Linked DNA regions of Mus musculus: region 1 is linked to region 2. Evidence: chromatin contacts called from public Hi-C data. All regions are on one chromosome and are shown on one strand. The core of a region is the stretch at or near the end of the contact, and the rest is flanking DNA. Distances in the headings are between cores, read along the strand shown.

Region 1 (5,619 bases), core at 686-3,185, 110 kb before region 2:
CTTCATTCAAGCCTTGCAGAAGACCAACAGCAATGGCATCCTTAGACAACTCTGGTTTCCCAAGGCAGTGTAGCAACATATATGAAAATCCTTGACACTTGTGAACCGAGTTCCAAATAAAAAGCAGCAGTGTACCATAGGCTAATCTCACTCTCCAGTATGAGGGATGGAGCAGCTTGCAAGAGGGAAGGTAAAGATGGGGATGTGTCAGCTTATCACGTACTTCCCATACAGTGGGTCCTCTCCTAGGTATACTGCACACATCACTGACCACACATCAATTTCTCCCAACCTGTGGGATGTGTCCTGGTGTCGGGGATGAGAAGGCTGAGGTGAAGTCACTGGTCATGGACAACGCTGCAATCCACACATGCGTCTCTGTAATTCCAGAGCCTGAGACTCCTTCCCCTCCACTGAACACATATGCACAGGGCTCACTGGATCTGCAGTTGAGCAATCTCTGTGCTTGGACTCTAGGCTACACTTAAGGCTTAGGGACAGATGGTTTAAAAAGGAGTCCTTGGGCTTTCTTGTTCCAGGCCCATAGGTGGCACTCTGACACCATCTGCTAACAGCCAGACAGAAGCGCAGAAAGCCACCAGGTAGCTGTCCCCTGGAAACTGCCTTTCAAGCCTGTCACTGTCCAAGCCCAGTCCCTGAGGACGGATGCAGATGCTGTATCCCTGACACTCAGCCTGTGCATGTGGTGCACAAGATGGGCTACGGGATACCCTGGACTCTTGGCTTGTCCAGAGCATTCAGATCCCATGGATAAGCATTGAGTCGCACCTTGTGGACCCCAGTGAGTCACTGGCTATCTGGGAACCTCTTCAGGGTAAAGGACGTTGGCATTTGGCCTGTATAGCAATAGCCTTGAGTTTTAGTCTCAAATCTATGGAAGCCTGGTTTCTAGTCTTATAAAAGAGGCCTTCTTCATAGGTTTGCTAGGAGAAAGAGTGAGCCAGACACCAAGCATAGAGCCTGACTCAGTCTGCAGGGGGACAGTGTAACACTTGTGGATTGTGCGGGGGCGGGGGGGGGGGTAAAGGTTGTCTTGGAAGTAGCCTGGATTTCTGATAGAATGGATGGGAGAACCTGGTAGTCTCCATCTTTCTGTTGGGTTTGCCAACTATGTGGGTGGCCTTGGAAGCCCCAGATCATTGAGTCTTTGAGTCCCTAATCCCCTTATTCTCTGAAATAGCAGCCAGGATACTGGGTTCAAGGGCTGACTTTTCCCAGAGAGCATTTTGTAATTGCCTGGTTTGTAATCTCCCTGTGACTCACAAACAAAACAAAACAAACAAACAAACAAACCCCCACACAGGTAGCATTTCTATCTCAGCATCCCTGTTAAGATTCCATAGGCCCTGCCTGGTAGGCAATATGGAGGAGACTAGGGATGTTGTTGGCAAATGTCACTTGGCAGGGGTAGGTCACAGTGAATTGTAGTTATCCAGGCTACATTACACAGCATCAGCTGCACAGGGCCTCTCCCTGCAGCCAGGACAATGGAAGAGCCTGGGCACGAGTGGTGGGCGGAGCCTCCCACCTTACCTTGTAGCTGTAGGGGCAGGTGCAGCGGTACTGCTCCACGGGATCCTGACTGCAAGTGCCGTTGTTCTTGCACGGGCTAGAGAGGCAGGCGTTGCACTTGGCCACGATGTTAATGTCCACTGGCCCTGAGTAACAAAACCAGAGAGTGGGTGGCAGCTCTCTGAGCAGGGCACCTCCCCTCACTTCCCCTCTGCTCCGGCTCCCTCCCATGTCTGGGCCCAGAGGGCCGCTGGCTCTCTTGAGGCTGTACATCCTTCTGGAGAGAGTCCCATTAATTCAACGACTGTCCAGTGAGTAAGAATCACAGCGGGACATCATACAGAAGCACTCTGCAGTCAAATCAATTACTGTAATTAGCCTGATCCGATTTGGGTGCTAATCTGCAAACAGTGCACCATAATTAGAACCCTCCTGCGTATCTTCTATTCCAGGAAGTTCGCAGCACAGGCTCTGTGTCGACCTTCTCCTCCTTTGCCCCTGCCAAGCCATTTCCCATAGAATAGCCAAGGAGGGATGCCAAGGCACACACATGGAAGGGCCTTTCTTCAAGACCTTAGGGGTGATGATGTCATACAGAAAGATGCTGATGGGAGCTCTTTGCGTTTGTCATCCATGGAAATGATAACTGCATCTTTTTTTTTTTTTTGGTAAGGTCATGGTCCCCACATAGAGATTTGCATAAAGGGATTATGTCTACTGCTGTAGATAGCTTTGAGCATGAGTTATGGAGACATATAAAGCATACACACACACACACACACACACACACACACACACACACACACACACACACACACACATATATATATATATATATATATATATATATATATATATGCTCTATTTAATATCAGAACTTTAACTAGCTTGGAGCTAACAGTCTTCAACCTGTAGATGGGTTGAGAGTCACTCTGATGAATGACCGTTTGTAGGTAGATGAACAGATTGGCCCCAGGGAGCTCTGAAACCAATAGGTCCAACTTGGGCTCACATCAGAATGAGAGCAACCACCTGCCCGTGCTTGCCTCTGACTGAGGGGTTCCTGGGACACAGAGATTTCTCTTGACACACAAGGACAAGTCAGAACCAGTCTAAATCCTATGCCTAGACTGTAACTCTAGATCCAGAGATTGCTGGACCCAGAACCAATGTTATTTTTCAAGCACTGCGAATCCAAGCCAACTTTATATGTGAGGCAGTTCTACCCAGTTTCAACCCCTGCCCTTGAGTAGGGATTTTTAAACTTCTGCAGGTGATTCCTGTCGAGATTGAGCACCACTATTTCAGGGCTATTTGAGTCCCTCTAGTATCAGATCAGATGTCTCAGAAGCAGGAAGTAGAAAGTTAAAATTAGCTTTAAATCAATGGAATGTTTTCTGCTTTCAGCAGCCACATGGGACACTCTGCGCAGTTTGAAAGGGAAAATAAAAACTGAACATTGAGATTCTCAGAGATGAGCAAAGGGCACTAACAGACGAATGCTCAATGCAGATTCAAGATAGATTCTGAAATTACATTCAGGATGCTTCAAAATTAAGGGCAGATAAAATAGAGGTGATACTCTGCCTATAAAGTAAGACAAAGGAACCTGGTTCTCTAAGAAAAAGACACTCAGGGGGCACCGATGAGAGCCGGAGCCCATTACCAGCCATTTTAGAAATCGATTCTGCAAACTGTTTGAAGACAACGTATTTATAGGGTATCATTGGAGACTCTGACTCTTATCTAAGGATACAATGTTAAACAGAGAAACATCTTCATGCATTCACTGTAAGAGGGAAAATGGAAACACTGGAGATTTTTCACCCAAGAAATAGTTAAGTAGGCTGTGATGGAAGACAGCAGGGCTGTGAGGGTCAGAAGCTCATGTTCTAGAGGTAGGGAGAGTCGGGGTCCTATTGTTGTGTTCTTATGAATTAGTTTGGGATACAGATGTGGCTCAGTGGGAGAGCAAGGTTCTGGGTTTGACCCTCAACCCAAGTGAGGAGAGACTGTTCAACCTCTTTAAGGCTTAGCTGCTCTAAATATTTAACAGGAGGGCATTATAGACATCTACCCATAAAAATGTTGGAGAGTTAATCTGACACAAAAAATTAAATAATATGTTAATATGTTAAATAAGTAATATGTTAATATGTTAAATAAAACGATGAATAAAAACACATCTAACATAGACCCTGTCATATAAACACTTAGGAGTGGATAGTTATAATGAGCCAGTAAAAATAATATGTACAGTGACAAGGTGGCTCAGTGGGTAAAGGTCTACAAAGACTGAGGACCTGAGTTCAGTTCCTGGAGTCCACATGGTGGAAGGACAAAACTATTTCCCACAAGTCGTCTCCTGACCTCCATATATACACTGTACTGGGTATGTGTTTGCACATATGAACACAAGAGAGAGAGAAAATTATTAAAAATTATGTAAAAATTATTAAAAGTCATGTATATAAGAATCTTGAGGCAGTACAATGTGAATGCTAATATTCCTGGGTTAGGAAAGTAGGCTAGAGATGTTCTCATCTATAGACAACATATGGAGAAGGAGCCAGCAAGTACAGTCAGCCCTCTATATTCATGGATCTCTCACAAGCAGATTCCACATCTGAATATTCAGCCAACCACAGACCATAAATATCTGGAACAAAACTGTACCCTTATTAATCATGTACTGGTCATTAGTCCCTAAACAACACAATATAACAACTTTGTATATGGCATTTACAGCGCATCATAAGTAGAGATAAAATATACAGTATATCTATGTTATATGCATGAGATAAGCTGTGCTTTTTGCAAGCCACATGTGCTTAGATGTGAAGGCAGGCAACACCTACCTTTGCACTGGAACCGGTGAGTGGGGGTGGTGAGCAGGAGTCTGTCTGCCATGGACTCGGGGCTGCTGCATCTGGCAATGCCAGGCTCCTTGTATCCAGCCTTTACCCACTCTGATAACCAACGCAGACTGCAGTCACAGTGGAGAGGGTTGGTTCCCAGGGCCCTGGAAGGCAGAAGAGGAAGTTAGGCCCTGCCTGGCCTGGCCTGGCCTGGCCTGGCCCACAGGCTCCTCCCCATCTGTGGCTCTCTGAAAACTCAAGGTTTTAAAACTAAATTAGAGGAGTCTAGTGTGCAGGCTAGAAGATACATCTCCACTAAGAAAAAAAAAATCAAAGTTTCCAGAGTCTATTTCCAATTCAGTAGATGTTCCATTGCGCCTAAGTGACTGCTCTAGACAGAGTGATGTCTGTGCCCTTCAGCAATGGCAGCCACTTCTGAGGCTTTGTTCTTGATGCTCTGGAACATTCTGTCCTGGACTCTCCTATAGTCCTGGCTCTCCAAGGGACACATTCCAGACCTCTGGCCACCTCCTCATGTGACTCTCAAGCAAAGGGTCTGTTAGAAGATTTGTTCTCAAAGAGTTGTTCCAGGACCCCTATTCAGGAAGCAGCTTCAAGTCGGGGAGATTGAAGATATGGGGGTGAGCCATAGCTCACCCCAAACTTCTCCAAAGTGATTGGGAAGAAAACAGTACAATTCATTTTTTAAAATATCCTATTATCTACTATTTCTACTTTTGGTGTACAGAATGCATACATGTCAGTACTGTAGCCTGTGTATACAACATGAAAATAATTAAAATGTATACAGAGGAGGAATACAGTCTTACCATCTTACCAACAGAGGTGGGTGCCTGGGCACTGTCTGAGTGCTAGCTATGGACACTGTCTGAGAGTGCTAGCTATGGACACAGGGCTGGCCTGGGAGTCAGGGGACTGAGCTCTAGGTAAAGTCTCACGGCTTGATGAGAGGCTATCGTTCATGCTCTCAAGTTCCGTGAGTGGAATAAGAAAGGAATACAGCATGGCTGATAATATGCCCACCGGAGTCAAGGCAAACACGTAGCTGCCTACCTGTGGGCTGTGCAGCCTCAGGAAAAATACTTTAACTTTCCTGAGTCTGAATTTCATCATATATAAGAGAATAAAGCACCTTAATTCCGTAAAAAAAAATATAAGAGATAATTCATCAAAAGTGTTTAGGGTAGCCAGGTGGTGGTGGCGCACA
Region 2 (4,952 bases), core at 1,122-3,621:
GTTAGGGTTAGGCTAAGGGTCCTGCGTGGGCAGCACACTAGCTGTTGGTGAATTCTGGACTGGCTGTTCTTTCTTTCCTGACTCAGCCACTGCCGTTTGCTTTTCGGCAAGCTTGCCACTGAGGTAAAGTCCTTATCTGTCCTCACATCTACTCTGGACCTAAAGCTAGGAAATCTGCCCCACCCTCCTGTCACCTCATGTTTTACAAGCCTTAGCAGCAGAAAACAAAAGGCTCCCCCTGCCAATGCCCCACTCCACTTCCCCACAGTTGGTTGACTCTGTGCTACAGTGACCTTGTCATCCTCATGTATTTACCGCCATTCCCCTGAGAAGCCACGCTGGGTCCACCTTCAGCCACTTTGCTCTTTGGAAGCTATGCAGAGAAATCGTTCTTCTTCCAAATTATCCAGAGAAGATTGGAGGTTTCTTCTCTAAGTAAATACCATTAAGTCAGCATTTTGCTTTAGGGTTCAAGCTCACATCTGGGGTTACATTTATCCTGTTAATTTTTTTTCTATGTGGACGAGTATTTTGCTTTAATGCCTGGTGCCTGTGGCGAGCAGAAGGCGGCACTGGATCCCCTGGAACTGGAATTAGAGATGGCTGTAAGCTACCGTTTCGGTACTAGGAATAGACTCGGACCCTCCGGAAAAGCAGTCAGCGCTCTAGTCCACCAGCCCATCTTTTCCAGATAGGATTCTGTTAATTTCAGGATATCTGGGCCTCCCCCATTTTCAACCACTCCAAAGGACACTTGGTTCCTAAAGGGCACGGCAACCTCAAGCCTATTGGAAACATCTCTCCTCCTCACAAGGTTGAAGTGACAGTTCACCCCTTTCTATGTCTCTCTTATTAGGTCCTTACTCCACTATAAATGCTGTCTTCAATGCTGAGGTCTGAATGCCAGCCCATTGGCCCTTAGGCTCTGTTATACTTGGAGCACAGCCGTCTAATAAAAGTGACCAATGCCACACTTGCCTGTGGACCCTGTGATTGTGAGCATTAGAAAGGGTCTATTAGATTCTTTTATTCCAGGGGCAGCTGCTCTCCCAGCATCTTCATGGCGGTTCACTACTGTTTGTAACTCTGGTTTGAGGAAACCTGATCTCTCTTTCTCTATATACATATACATATACATATACATATACATATACATATACATATACATATACATATACATATACATACACACACACACACACACACACACACACACACACACACACATATATAGCAGTTGAAACATCCATAGACATATAAATAATACAATTAATTATTTTTTTCAAGCCACAAAGGATTAGAGAGTTCACTATTTCTACCATAAGGCACATATAATATTCGGGTGCCCTGCAGTTTCTAAGTCAAATGTTGGGATACTGTGGCAAGACAGGGGCTCACCCATAACAATGAATGCACAAGGGCATAATGCTCATGGCAGTTAGCTCCAGATGCTGGAAACAGGCCAAATCCCACCCCATAAGCAAGCTTTTGTCAATAAAGTTCCATTTGTTTAGTTTTGCGCTGTCTGCGACATTCAGGCTTTATGTGAAGCCTAAAATATTTACTATCAGGCTCTGCCATTCTGATCCTGTGTCTGCCAGGGAATAAGTCCTAGTAAGCCAGAGCTATTCAGGAAAACTAGGGGATTAGGTCAAAGGCATTATTAGAACTGAGAAACAAAAAAAGGCCCAAATAATTCTAGGAATCCAATGGTGGTAATTAACAGATCCAAAGGCGGAGAGTTAAACTCCTAGCCAGCACACCATGCTCCCATCCTGGACTGACCTGAGAGCTTCAATGCTTGTAGTGTTATGTGGGGGCCAGGGCCGATACAAGGTGTATCCACACTGGGCTAGATAAGGAACTGAAGTGGGAAGTGATTCTCAGAGCACGGACCAGTGACATCACCTAAGAATGTTAGCCATGCGTCTAGGTCCACTCAGATCGTCTGAGTAGAAATCTTGGGGCAGACTGCCACGCAGTCCATATTACCGACTCCTCCAGAGGCTCCTTACACAAGCCACTTCTTTTTGTTCTCCTGGGGCTCAAAACACAGGGTTTGAGGCATGCAAGACAACACGACACTACTGATTTCCTCCCCCAGACTTTTGTTTCTAGTTTAAGTTCTGAGACAGGATCTCAACAAGTTGCCCAGGCTGCCCTTGAATTTGCAATGCTCCTGCCTCAGCCTCCCAAGTAGCTGTCATTATAGGTGTGTGCCACCACACCTGGCTAACGTCACAATCCACACTCACTGAACAAAGAGGGGAGCTGAGAACAGACTCTCCTGCCGGTAAGTATGCAGGTCAGTATACTGGACAACCGAAGACCTATCTTATGGCAGGGATGGTGCTTTCCCAATTAGGAACAGGAGGCTGTAACCACCACTGGGGACATCTGGTGTGGCTTCTGCCCTCCCCCTGCCCTGCCCCCAGCTCTTTATTGGTCTCTGCTGGGTGCCCATGTGCAGTTCTCTCTTGAGTCAGCAAGATAGCCATCTTTGATCTAAGGAGCTCTGACCAGCTACATCCACTCCACCCTGGCAACCTTAATAAGGCTGACATTTCCCTCTGTCTCCTCCCATTAGGCCATCGCTTTATCACTCTGAGCTTTCTTGGCTCTGGGTGTAATCTGCATGTTGTGTGTCCATAACACCATGTAATTGGCTCTAATGCAACAATATTATCTGTGAGCTATTGTGCGAGTGTATCACATAATTACAAAAGCAGGCATCTGTGGTGAATGCAACTATGCAGCCTCCCCCTGGGCCAACTTTCCTGGGTTCTGAGAACCCCTCTGATAGTCACCCCCTCCAGACAGCCAGACTCCTAGGATCTGATGGACTCGCTCGGTAGACTGGCCCATTCATTCTCTGCCTCCAAGCAGAATTCTTCTCTCTCCCTAAGCCCAGATAAGTGAGGTGGCTCCTTCCTCGATGGTCACCTTGGTGAATCAACAGCAGCCACATTTATTTAAAGTGAGCCTGAGCATGGCTGATGTGTCTCATGCCTGAAAGCTAGAATGACCTCCAACAGTGCTTCTGTTGAATTCATAGGATACAGAGGAGCCTGCTGAGTATAAATACTGGGGCTAGACCCTGTGGGAAACATCTAAACTACTGGCAAGGGGGACTGTGAAGCACGGCAGAGGTTCTGGCAGCCTATGAACTTTAAGAGGAGGGACAGGGAGTCCCTGGCTTCCCCTCCGTCTCGATTGGCTCAGGGAAGGCAAAGGGAATGAAACTCAAGTCTTTAGGGCTCTTCCTAAATGGCTGGTTCTCTTCTCTGGCTCATATGTTATAGCAAAATTGGCTGTTTTTCTTCTGGCAACCATCATGCACCAGGAATAAGAAGAACTTGTGGCGGCTGACCAAGTCCTTACACTCCTTGAGATCTTAGGAGTGGAATCTTGAAGTGAGTGTTTGCTCACTCAGCTCTTAGCAGCGTGCTCGTGGCTTGTCTCTGCAGACTTGGTCCTCAGAGAGTATACGCTGATGCCCGCTGAGCCCACTGAACTTGAGATAGACACCTGTAACTAAGCCTGTACCCGACTATGGCTACCCCAGGCACCCTTCAACAGTCAGCCTTTGTGAATGAAGCTCTCTCTACTGTTTCTCTTATAGGGAGGCGGGATTCACCGTCTCTCCTAGCTCTGTACTGTTTCTAACGCTCTAGCCAACTCTAGAAGTCAGGAAGGAAGAAGAGATGGTGGTTAATCCTTTGAGAAAATCTCAAACAAATGCTAAATGTTCTCTCACCATCTCCCTCATTTCTGCTGCTGAGCTCAACCTGTCCGGAGAGAATAGTGCTTTGAGGTAGGACTGCCCAGACTTGCCAGTGAAGGTGACCATAATGACAGACAGTCACAATAGCAGTAATGATGCTGACACCATGCCTGCACGGCCTGGGCACTGTGCACACACTATCTCATTTCTTTCTCCTAACACCCAGTAATCCAAACCTTATGCTCATTTGTTACCCCACGGGAACTGTGCCCGGTATACACACTGCCATGCTGTAGAGACTGTTCACGGCCAGGTATGTCATCAGGGTCTGTAGTTATCAGTATTACATGGTGAAGGTGGGTTATATTGCTTTGTGCTGGACCCTCTTCACTGTGGTTGACATGTCAGGGGCAAGGCTCACTGCTGAGGCTGCTCAGAGAAAACAGCCCTGCTCTTGTTGTATGAAGAGGAAGAGCTACAGCAGTGTGGGGGAGCCATTGAGGCTACACGAAGGAGAAGATAATTGTGACCCAATGCCTTTTAAAGAAAAGGCTTGGTCAGGTCAATAGGTGAAAATGTTACCAAAAGTCATCACGGCCCATGTAGTTGTCTAAGCCGAATGGGCATTTACAAACACACCACAGAACCAAAAGCTCCTTAACCTAAGCCAATCTTTCTCCTACTGGACTGAGAAGTAGGGCTCTGCGGTCAGACGAGGCAGGAGAAGGATGACAGGCAGTCACCGAACCTCCACTACCTGCTCTCGGCTATCCTGGGTGCTACGGAATACCACGTTCCCTGATCTCCCTGTGGATCGTTTAAATTAAAGCTCATAACCATTGTGTGGGCATATAATGAAAGCAACTGATGCCGCACTGATTGGACCATTACTCTCAACTGTTAGAAAACATAATGATCTCACAAGGGGCCTTATTCACTGACGTATAGCAGCCGGGCTCTCATCTGACACCTCAAATTAGCAGCCAAAGCAATAACAGCTGGGGTTTTTGTCTCAATATTTGTACCCGACTCTAAAGTGATTTGGCACTGGGTGAGTGTTATTTTTAAACACACAGCGCTCACCGCCAAGTAACATTTTAAATGGTCTCCAGGTGTCATGTAAAACCTACAGAAATAAATAAAAACAATCAGCTGCCAATTTGGGTCTTTGATGAGGAGGATTCCTTGACAAAAGGGCTTGTCTTCGGTTCTTCTTTCATTATGGATT

Evidence for each region. A called contact is a pair of places that touch in the nucleus more often than the background predicts.
Region 1: a contact with region 2 is called in a Hi-C map of the N1E-115 cell line, with 4 times the contacts expected there. The contact joins two enhancer-like sites. A contact is called at or near these places in 6 of 484 Hi-C or Micro-C datasets (the N1E-115 cell line, embryonic stem cells, muscle stem cells and 1 more) and 1 of 9 other capture datasets (pancreatic islet).

The regions. Positions count from the first base shown.
Region 1 is chr11:35,660,122-35,665,740 of GRCm38.p6, reverse strand. Slit3 (slit guidance ligand 3) reads right to left here. Exons shown (of 36, transcript NM_011412.3): 25 at 4,392-4,555; 26 at 1,555-1,679. All of the region lies in intron 2 of Gm46278 (a long non-coding RNA gene), which reads left to right. Among named protein-coding and RNA genes, the nearest start is that of Gm46278, 14 kb to the left of the region's middle. Within about 2 kb of position 1,935, at least 7 of the 459 cell types and tissues checked have an H3K27ac peak or open chromatin away from gene starts, as enhancers often do. A contact at or near this core is called in the N1E-115 cell line, where this site is marked.
Region 2 is chr11:35,556,105-35,561,056 of GRCm38.p6, reverse strand. All of the region lies in intron 6 of Slit3 (slit guidance ligand 3), which reads right to left. Among named protein-coding and RNA genes, the nearest start is that of Gm39705, 14 kb to the right of the region's middle. Within about 2 kb of position 2,371, at least 5 of the 459 cell types and tissues checked have an H3K27ac peak or open chromatin away from gene starts, as enhancers often do. A contact at or near this core is called in the N1E-115 cell line, where this site is marked.